Regions from separate parts of the Anser cygnoides genome. Here region 2 is linked to region 1. The links are chromatin contacts, called in public Hi-C maps. All regions are on one chromosome and are shown on one strand. The core of a region is the stretch at or near the end of the contact, and the rest is flanking DNA. Distances in the headings are between cores, read along the strand shown.

The links. Hi-C and Micro-C count contacts between places; a contact is called where the count stands out from the background.
Region 2: a Hi-C map of liver shows a contact between it and region 1, with 2.5 times the contacts expected there. The contact joins the promoter of PEMT here to the promoter of PRPSAP2 in region 1. A contact is called at or near these places in 2 of 7 Hi-C or Micro-C datasets (both in liver).

What each region holds. Positions count from the first base shown.
Region 1 is chr15:2,901,297-2,906,757 of Taihu_goose_T2T_genome, forward strand. PRPSAP2 (phosphoribosyl pyrophosphate synthetase associated protein 2) reads right to left here and starts at 2,852. Exons shown (of 12, transcript XM_048067964.2): 1 at 2,720-2,852; 2 at 138-257. LOC106032117 (chemerin-like receptor 1) reads right to left here. Exons shown (of 3, transcript XM_013174939.3): 3 at 2,719-3,936.
Region 2 is chr15:3,223,391-3,228,851 of Taihu_goose_T2T_genome, forward strand. PEMT (phosphatidylethanolamine N-methyltransferase) reads left to right here and starts at 2,422. Exons shown (of 8, transcript XM_066977696.1): 1 at 2,422-2,532; 2 at 5,338-5,445. The coding sequence starts at 5,353. It overlaps LOC125182461 (a long non-coding RNA gene), which reads right to left and starts at 2,395. Exons shown (of 2, transcript XR_007162312.2): 1 at 1,670-2,395; 2 at 692-1,501.

The sequences.
Region 1 (5,461 bases), core at 1,602-4,101:
CAAAATCACAAAGCCAGTCAGAGGCAGAACTGAGCCAAGAGAGCCCTTAGGTCCTAGCTCTCTGCTAAATTGACTAGAGGAGTCTATTTCCATAGCTGTGCATCTTTCCACCTCTTTTCAATAAATTATAAACTTACAAATAAGGATGAAAGGTAAGGAAGAGCTCAATAAAGCTGGTAGCTGTAAATAACGACCTCTTGCACAAGGCATCCACTTGATGAAGCAGCTGTTGTCATTCTTTGATACTAATATTTCTCCTGTGAAGACAGGAGAAGAACATCAAGAGGAAATCCATACATTTTCCACCAAAATAAACACCACTAATTGATGGGATTCCATCTTCACACTTTTTATTCTTTTTTGAAACATCACATTTTCATGCCCTATTCTAATATAACATTTTTATTTATTCTAATATAACATTTCGTTCAAATACAAGAAACAGTCATGTTTACCAGCAGCCAAAGAAGTCCTGAGCTACAGCACCTCACTCGTGTAGGAATAGTTCATTTGTATAGCATTTTAGCATTAAGTAGGGGGCTGAAAATATCAAATAGGAGCTGTGTAATTCAAAACAAAGTAAATGGGAGTTCAGATAAATCAGTAAGTGCCCTGGCAAACATCTCCCTGTGGAGAAACCTAATTCTTCAAGCCACCCGTAGCTGTTCTAAAAAACTGAAGGCTTATCGACTATCAAGTGCTCCCAAACAGCATCTAAAAAAAAGTTTTCATACTCAGGGGCACAGCTGGCTAGCTCTATTAAAAAAACTACCCCAGCCCACCTTTGCAACCTGGAGTACTCTTGCTTGGTTTGGCCTAGTCCCAGCAGCGTACCCCATTCATCCTCCATCAGGAGCCAGAACTTCCTAACGCCAGCCCCTTCATGAAGAGGCCGTGCTAGGCTCAGCTGCTGTCAACGAAAACCTGCCCTTCGCCAAAACTTCCCAAACGTGCAGAAAGCACACAAACGGGGACAACCTCAGCAACGGAATTTGAATGCCCAGTTGCTGATTCCAGTAGGATCCCTATACCTGGCTTCCTGGTACAGCCTTACCTTGTGTGTGTGTATGTGTATATATATATATATATACCTTACCCTGGTATACCCCAAGCCCATATCCTATAACATTAAAGGAAAACCCTATCCCTTTCTGCCTGTACTTTCAGACATTTGGGAAAAGAAAAAATAAATAAACCAACACCCAAATCCTAAAAGGCAGTGGTTACAGACGTCCAATCCAAAGCTTACCTACATCCCTCCCAAACTAGGCTCCCCACAATTTAAGGGAAAATAAAAATCAATTTCCATTTCCTAGCTCATGTTTCTTCCTTCGTTCCGCTACACACTTAATCTCCACAGCTCCCAGGTGGCCTGCCAAGCATTCATAATGGCATTAAAGACATCTTAAATCCAACAAAGTGGGCACGTACTAGAAACGCTTTTAGGTTTTGGAACATCACCTGGAAGTACCCTTCCTGTATGATCAGATGGCAACAATGTATAAACAGCTTTCAAATAGCACTGGAAATATTTACACGGTGTTTTTTTATGACGATTTTTTTCCAGTTATGTTACCTCCTTTCTGCATGGATTAGGAAAATGAGGGGAATTAAGGAATGTGCTGAAAGACAAGAGTTGTTTCCTGTTCATCACTCAGGATGTATTTTACTCCACAATATGATGCTGACATCCACAAGCAACACCGAAGATGATTTTTCTCATAACCATAAGCCAAGGAGTTTCCTTGTAGATGTACTTCAGCAGCAACAAGTGGGCTACACAGTGTGTGAGGCAGGGAGAAGTCCTGTCTGTAGAGTAACACTGATGTATCAAACTTTAGAAGGGTACTGGGATGACAGCACGCTCACAAAAACTTTATTAGGTGTGTGAAGACATGAATCCACAAATATACGTGGGACCACAAACCTCTCTGGCTTGAGGCGGGCAGGTCTTCCAAGCCAGCGTGGACTGGAAGAGAACGCACGCATCACAATGCAGGCACTGCCCACAAATTCCTACCTTTTCTTTCCTTTTCTTTCGGGCTGCACACAGCTACACAAACACGTGATGATGGAAACGATTACAGGAGTGGATGTCCACGAGCCCTATTCCCACCTGCTTCACCTCCACGGGCTTTTACACCTCCACAAAGTGAGTGTGCGCGCACGAACAGCCACGGAGGCAGCGATAACTGCCTGGGACCACCACAGCACCGCTCCTGTGATCCCCAAGGGCTGGGGGCAGACCAGACCCCCCCCCACCCCACTCCCCACGAGGGGATGCGATTTACCCCAGCCCCATAAATAGGGCTGGGTCCCCCTGGGCTAAACGGCAAGAGGGTCGCCCCTTCAGCCCCACACCTCCCTGTGTCCCCCAGCTGCTCCTGGGGGGCTGCGCACCCCCAGCCCCTCCTGCACCTGAGGATCCCCTCCCCTCCCTCAGGGGGTCTGGGGGCACCCCCGCTGCTCCCCTTTCACCTGAGGGAGCGAGGAGCCCCCGGCTGCCCTGGAGAGGGGAAAAGAAGCCGCCCTTGAGGGGGGCTCCCTCCCTCAGAGCCCCCTGAGGCGAGGCCCTCGCAGCCCCTTCCTCAGGCGGCGGACCCCGTGTGAGGAAAGCGGGGGGGGGGGGGGCGCTGTGGAAGGGGGCACCCTGCCCTCACGCAGCCGGCTGAAGCGAGGCTGAGCGGGCTGGAGAGGCCCCATTCGGTGAATGCCTTACCTGCCGGCTCCGGCCCCCCGGCCCCGGGAGAAGCGGCCCGGCCGGAGGGGTCGGGGAGAGGCGGAGGCAGCGGCGGAGCTCGGCCCCTCCGGTTGTGCCGCTCGCAAGATGGCGGCGCCGCGCGGGGGGGGGGGCGGGAGGGAGGGGGGGGAGCGCGAGGGGCGGGCGCGAGGCGACGCCCTCACCCCCCCCCCCCCCATCCCCCGCCGCCTTTCCCGCCAAGGCCTCGCGCCGCGGCTGAGGGGAGCCCCCGCCGCCGCCATCTTGGCCCCGCGATGCTGCCGGGGGGGATGTTTTGGGGTTCCCGTTACCAAAGCTGCGTTTTGTCGTTCCCTCTCCTTTTAAAGGCCACAGGAGGTGGGCGGCGGCCCCCGCCTGGGTTGCGAGAGCCCCCTCGCAGAGGTATAAGCAGGCAGATGTCCGTCTGCATGGCGCCAGGTTTCACTCCCAGCGGGGCGGCTGGCTGCGCTGCTGTGGGCTCCACCAGCAAAATGGAGGGGCTTCGCCATTCGCAGCCTTTGGTAGCTGATCCAACAGTGTTTGTGGAGAACGAAGATGTTCTGTAAAGTCAAAAAAACAACAGCAAAAAGTGGTCCCTCGATTCCCTTGTAAATACTGTCCAAAGCATACACAGTTTGTCCAGAGTCCTGCCAAGGCCCCCCTCATAACACACTTGGGTTAAACTGAATAAAGGTGCGTTTTACATTACTTGCGGCAAGAGGATGGGTTTAGTCACTCTTTAGAAGCCCAGGATTATCACAGGACAACATCCATGACAAAAGCTATGTGTACTTTCACTCCTTTGACAAACTTTAGAGTCATCCTGCATAAATTCAGCAGGATAAGGCTCTTGCCAGGGTTGTCCATCTGTCCCTTCTTCCTCCCTCCCCTCCAAGTAAATACTCAAGCACCAACCCTTTTTCCTTTTCTGATCCTTTTCCCCCAGCTCCGTGGCAAGAAGCTGTTTTAAGTTGTGCTTTTCAGTGTGCCCAAGATCAACAGCACTTTATTACATACGGATCAGAATTTTAGCATTTAGAGTGGAGGTACAAATCGGGTACTTTTCATCACAGCTTTTCTCACAAATGAATTATTTATTCCTGGACTGCAACATACAGGGTGCATTTGAGCAAGGCCTGGAGCACCTGAACAGATACTTTACATACCATGAAAGAGGAAGAAAAGGCACAGCTGCTGGGACTTCTCGCCAAATGCACCTGAAAAACAACAACTTTTGGTTTACTATTTTGAAACAGTTTCTGCCATTATGAGCTGTATTTTCCACGTTAAGCATTCACACACCAGTGCTTCCCCATCGCTCACAGTATTTGCTTCTTGCATTCTAACACTTCATCAGTTGTCTCCTTTTCCACTTCCAGCAGTCGAAGCTGGGCAGGAGAGCAATTTAACCTGGAGCCACGGAGCAGCTGCCAGGTGCAGAGCTCTCCACTTGTAGCACTACCACAGAGCAAAGACATCTGGCTGAAATATGTGAGCAGGGAGACCGTAAGCTTGTTTGTGCCCTCTGAGACACAGCGCTGCAGTGATTCTGTGTTTCTGGAGCGTCTCTGACTTACACTGCTAAGCATAAGAAAACGGGCCTTGTACCTCCTCACCATCCCCACCATTTCCAGTCTGCATTTTTCTGTTTACATGCTGGTGTTTCCACCGTTCGTTCAGGTTCACTGATCTTTGTACGTTCATTTTTGTTTTGTATTTTTGGGAAGAAGGAGCATTTGAGCTTTTTGTTAGCCTCTTCAGAGCAGCAAAGATTTCTCTTCGCATCAGTCTTCATCACAGGATTTCACTAGAGGCTGGCACGGCAGAGCAGTTTAAGGCAGAACAGCTGGAAACAACACATATTGAAGCAATGACCCATAATGCAAATAGCAGCCTTCCCCAGAAGCATTTTTCAATACCCTGGGGACACCCAGAATTTGCTGACTACTTGATTCATGCTGCCCCAAATTCCTGACATTGCCTAAGCAAACCACAGAACCAGGAACTAAAAAGATTGTCTTCTGATGCTTTTTCTAAGGCTGCCGCCTTTGTTTTCTTAGAGCAAATCAATTCCTTTCCTGCCTCTGTTTTTTCTGATCAGAGGAATGTAAATTTAAATCTCAAGTCCCAACGGAGAGGGATTTGTTAATTTTACAATATGCTATCCAAGAGTTTACAAATAGATCCTCCAAAATGAGCACCTGGATTTTATTTCGTTTACAATGATCCAATTAGCAATCATCTAAGGAATTCTGAAAAATTGCAGGGTGTGAATATAGTGGCTCAGAGAGATTTGCTGTTCTAAATCCAGATGCAACCCTGGCAGGCAGAAATGTTCAAAAAAAAAAAAAAATCCACGCCTAGTCCAGCCAAGGTGAAGGGCGCTGCTCATCCCGTGCTTGTCTGGATGACAGCCTGCATGTATCACCTGAGAAAAGACAAATGCTGCTATCATCCAGTCTCCTAAGCTTCATCCATCACTGCTCTGCCAGGTTGTGGTGGTGTTTTTTGTGTGTGTGAGTGGTGTTTGTTTGTTTTAAATAAAAGTGGATATTATACTCCTCTAACAATCTACGTGATGGTAAGAATTATTAAGCTTGGCACGCCGGAGTGATTTGTGCCCTTTGTTTGTCTCTCCCAGCAGTTCCTACAAATAAAGACATCTTCTGCCCTGTGCGCCTGTTCTGAAAGTGGGGATATGCCTATACTCCTCTACTAGTGAGGCAATCTACGTGAGTAATT
Region 2 (5,461 bases), core at 1,172-3,671, 320 kb after region 1:
GCAGCAGCCTGCAGAAGCCACGGCGGCTGCACAAACCCCGTGCACCGTCGGTCCTCCCTCCAGCAGGGCAGCTCCTCTCCCTGATGACTTTGTTGAAGTGCTCTCTGCCCACGCAGGCATTCTGCAAGTCCACATTCATCGAGGGTGACCCCTCGGGGCTGTGATGGGATTTAAAAGGCCGCTGGGAGGGTTCCAGCTGAGAAGGGACTTGGGAACGCAGAGGGCAGTGCCCTCTTCCTTAGCTCAGCGCTCGGGAACAGAGCGCTGGATAAAAGGCACACCACGGGGAGAAGGGGAGGGATGGGGACACAAAGAAAGATCCAGCCCTGCAAAAAGCCCTCTTTGTCTCCTGCGCAGCTGCCAGGATATTTCCGAGAGGCAGGACGGAGGCCGGTGCGTGGAGGGGCCCTGCTGTTGCAAACACCCCCTTCCTTCTTACGGGGGAAAACATCCCCTCAACGGGGGATTCGGCAGTGGGAGCAGCGTGGGGGCCCTGCTGTTCCCCTGCCCCAAATGCAGCCCCTCTCCCCTGAAGTGCAGGGTGCCCCCCAGTGTGGGGTGACAGGATGGGTACGTTTGTGACAACCCAGCTCTCCCCCCGTGAATGACGATTTTTAGCTCCTACCCAGTGATTTCAGTTCCTGCCCCATGTTTTTCCCCAACAATTTGAAAAGAAACTCAGAGTCAGTGATTTCAGCTCCTGCCCCGTGTTTCCCCCTCAGAAGCTTTATTACTCAGCTCCTCTTCGTTTCAGGTCCAGCTCTTTTTTCTCAGCTCCTTGCCCACGGTTTTACCTTTTCCTCCCCCATTTCCTCTCCTGAATGTGGAGTCTCAGCTCCTTCCCAGGGATTTCAGCTCTTGCCCTGTGTTTCCCCCCAAAAGCTTTATTATCCTCCCAGCCCGCCGCGGTGTCCTTGTCCTCTCCCAGCTAGCCACGCTGACAGCACAGGGACATCCTCCCCTCGCAGCACAGAGGCCCGTTTGGAGAACTTTCCTCCCTGCTAACCCCCTCCCCGGGGAGACATTTCCTCCTTTCTGAACGCTGCCGTCATTGCTCTCCCCACCGCGTCCCCTTCACCCTCCCCTCTGCCCCAAGGACCCAGCTGGCAGGACTTGCAAAATAAACATCCTCTGCGCTCCAGCCTGGGAGATGGCAGAGGCGATAATTACACACTCAACGCAGCAAAATTATCCAGCGCGAGGGAGAAGAGGCCGGAAGCAGCTGGAGATAATCCGTTCGGGGAACGCTGCTCCCACCCACGGTGCTTTCGCGTGCACCTCACCCCAAAGCAGCCGGCGCTGCAGTTTGTACTGTGACTGCGTTCGCAGGGCCCGGACGGGATGGGATCCAGCCTCGTGCAAGCACCCGGAGTGCAGGAGCTGATCCTGCAGCCAGGGAAATGGGGATGCGGAGACAGATTCGGATGAGCAGAGTTAAAGAAACCTGGTTTCCCACTGAGCCGAGTCGTCACTGGGCTTCCCAGCATCTTTCAAGCACAACCTGGAAGGGTGGTGTTTTGCCAGCGAGGGCTGCACGTGAGCCATCACTCGTGCATGTTTTCGGTGCCTGTCCAGGCACACGTGCACGTCCCATCCCCTTCCCCACCACCGCTTCTGAGAGATCTCTGGGAGGGACACTTGCAGCCCACTCGTAACACCCCCTTCCTACCTAACTCCTTTTTGAAACAAATGTATTTCTTCTCAAATGAAGGTCTGTCAAACTGGAAGGTCCACGCAGAGATCCTCTGAGGCCCGCAGGGACGATCCCACCTGAACTCCCCCACACGGGACCGATTCCCACCGGCCGCACCAACCCGAAACATCTCGGAGAGGAGAGCAGAAAAGAGACGAGGCCAGTAACAATAATCGCAATCATTACAAATAGTACCGCCTGCTGAAGGGAACAGGGCACAGTGAATCACCCGTAAAATACACCCAGACCTGGCGGGTTGAAATTTTGCCCTGGGACGAGCAATAGCGGGCACGCAGCGACTCCAGCAGCAATTTCTGTACCAGAGACCCACCGGAGGTGTTTCTGGCCCCAAACACCGACCCGTTGTGGAACACACCACAAGCCCCGCACTCTTTTCCAAGCCCCACGCTTTGCCTGTGCCCTCTCCGTACGTTTGGCCCCGAAGGGCCGTGAGGGCCCCGTGGGGCCCCACCGCAGCCCCCCCCCCGCCGCTCCCTGACGCCCCGGGGGCCTCAGAGCCCCCCACTCCCCTCCCCAACCCCCTCCGTGCCTCACCACCGACCCCATCCCCGTCCTCCACCGGCGCTGCAGCCCCCTGAAACCCACGGGGGCCAAACCCACCGCCCCCCCCTCACCCCGGGGAGGGGGGCTGCAGGCGGTGCCGCTCTCCTCCATCCCCCCCCACACACCCCCCCCGTTCTCCCCCCCCCTTTCTTCTTCCCCTCGCTTGCTTCACACCGGGGCGAAGTCCAGCAGCCTCCAGCTCCGGCCTCCCCCCCCCCCCCCCCTCGGCAGCCGGACAACACGCCGGGAGCCCCGCGACGGAGGCGGCGAGCTCGGTGGGTGCTCCCCAAGGGTTTAGGGGGGGGAGACCCGGCGGCCATGCCCCGGCTCCGGAGGCCTCTCCCTCCCTGCCCGTCCGCGGCGTCCTCTGGGCCCTGTAGTCCTGCCGGTGGCTGCCGAGGGCGGACTACACTTCCCGGCACCGCCGCCGCGTGTGCTCGGCGTGCTGCTGCCGGGGGTGGTGGTGGCGGTGGGGAAGGGGAAAGGGGGGGGAAAGACCCGCGGCCTCCCCCCCCCCCCTCCCCAGCCCCCCATGCGGCCATGGCCCTGCGGCCTGGCTCCGGCGACGAGCGGGGCCCCGCGGGCGGCCGGCGGGGAGCGGGGCCGCGGTGGTGGCCGAGGGATTGCTGCAGCGGGCTGGGCGGCCTGGACTACGGGCAGGTACCGGGACGAGGGCCGGACGGGGGTTGCAGAGGGGCTGCGGGGGTCCCTGAGGGGGATGCTACCCGCTGCGCCCCCCGCCCTTCCCGGCCCGCTGCCCCCGCTGTGGGGTTCGGGGGGTTTTGGCCGTGCCAAGGTTGGGGTTGGGGGGGGGGGGTGGGACGTGGCCGTGCCCGCTCTGGGTGTCGGGGCGTTCGTACGAGGCTCGGTGCTGGAGGGTTTGGGGTCCTGCTGGCCTCAGCGGGGGTGGGAAGGCGGCGGCTGGCGGCGAGGTCACCGTGACCGGGTGCCCCGCGTCCTCGCTGCCACGCCGCCGTTGCGCCGGCGCTGCCGACGCGCTGGCCCCGCGCGGTGCCCGGCGTGCGAGGAACGCGAGGGCGAAGGTTGCCCCGGGATCGCATCGCTGCCCTGTGTCGCTGCCCTGTGCCACCTCCGAGCGGGGATGTTTGTGCGGGTGCTAAAGCCCCAGGCTGGGGCTGCGGGTGGAGCGGATTGTTGGAAATCTGCAGGGATGCTCGGCGCCGTGCACGCACGGTGCTTGAGGTGCTTCCCGTGGCCCTTCCCGGCCCTAATTGCCACTCAAGACGCGATTTCGTGCCCCAGCTGCGTGGCGAGGGCCGCATCCTTACAGCGCCTAGAGGGGCAAACCCCTCCTGCTGCCACCACCAGACCTGGGTGAGCCGTGCAGCTCTCATCCGCCCGAATTTTGGGGCCGAGCAGCATCCGAGCAAGCAGCGTTTGCCACCAGGAGCTCCTCCGAGATGCGGTTGTTTATCACCTGTCAGGGAGGAGGGGGGCAAAGTTGAATGTTCTGTGCTCGTTACGTGGTTGTCTCAGCAGCTTGCAGAGACGGCTCATCCTAATGGGCTCCCCTTTTATCCCGAAAAGCACACGCCAGGCACAGGCCAATCTGCTTCCCTCTGGCAGCCGCGAATTTGGTCGTTCAGGAGGAGAGAAAAGAAGGTGAGCGCGATGTTAACGATGTTGCCAGCCAGGAGTTAGTAGGTCAAGGAGCTTTTGTTCAGCCCGTGCTGGCGGTGTGCTCAGCGCTGTACGAAACAAGAGGAAAGAAGCTGTCCTGGTCCCGTGGGTTGGCCATTGAAGCAGGACCGGACAGTTCGGCCCCGGTGCTGGCAGCCCTCTCGGTGCCCAGGTTACGGCTTGGCAGCGCTCGGCTTGAAGGGACGAGGTCTGGTGGCGAAGGGCTGCGTGGGGGTGACAGGAGGAATGGGGACAGGGTGAGGAGAGGCCCTGGGGGCTCTCCCCTTCGTTTGATGCTCTCCCCCGGGGCGCTCGGTGGTGGTCTAAGGGCTGGGGGCAAACCCGTGCGAGGATCCCCCCGCCTGCCCGTAGCGATTCAACCTTTGCCCTTGCACTTCGTCCTCTGGGCGGTCGTTCGGCCGTCAGGGGACAGCAGGCTGAGCAGCCCCTCTCCGTGACTGCTGTCACTGCTCCGGTTCCTTGGAAGGAGCCCGCAGGAGCTTCTCTTCTGGACAGGAGAGGTCAAGCCGCTGCCTTTTCCAGCCCTTCCCGTCCCTTAGCATCGAAGGACTCGCAAACACAGCTGTGTTTGGGAAGCAAAATCCTTCCACGTCTCAATGTTGTCTTGATTTTGATTCAAGTGAGGGAAAGGCTCGGGCCGGGCTATTTTGTCTTTTGTTTTCAAAGTTTTTGGCAAAAAAAAATAATAAAAAAATAGGCGCTGGCTGTTTTTCATCCACATACCACTGCAAGGAGAGGGGGAGGGATGGGGAAGCAGCATGGCTTACTGCACGTAAAAACGCTGACAGGGAGCTGTCCTGGGAAAAAAATGTCTCTTAAAAGGAAATAGGGGGAAAAACAGAAAGGAAAAAAGGAGGAAAACCAGCAAGCTTTAAGGGTTTTCTTTTGTTGTTGTTACATAAGACAGGAAAGTCTTTTGCAGCTGTTAGTGATGCAAATGCATCCGTGCACACTGTGCAGCGGGTTGGCATCGGTCTTGTGCAATGGAAGGCGAGTTGGAGGCTGCACGGTGCGGGGTTCGGGGTGTCCGTGCAGAGCAGAGCCCCAGGGACAGCCCTCTGGCCCCGGGGGGGCCATAAAGCGGTGCCCCCTTCCCTGCGGCTCAGAAGCACGTAGGGTTTCCCTGCTGCCCTGTAGTGCTGGTGCTCATCCTCACAGCGCCCGGGTCCTTCTGGGCACTGCTGCAGACACAGGGCTCCCTGAGGCATGGGGGGAGCCAGTTTGGGGGAGCCCCCACCCCTTTTTTTTGGCTTTGCGCCCTGGCGTAGCAAGATTTAACGATGCATTAATTGGGGACATTGAAAGAATCACCCGCTCCTGCAGGGCGCTTGGTTTGGGACGAAGACACCCCCTTTGGGTATGACGCTCGGTGCCCCCGCAGGCACCCGCGCCCCCAGTAACTGCCTCCTTCCCCCCAGGTGGATGTTACAGCCATGGCGCAGCTCTTCGGCTACGTGGACATGACCGACTCCGGCTTCATTGCAGCCATCCTCTCCATCGCCTTCAACCCTTTCTTCTGGAACGTGGTAAGAGCCGCTTGCG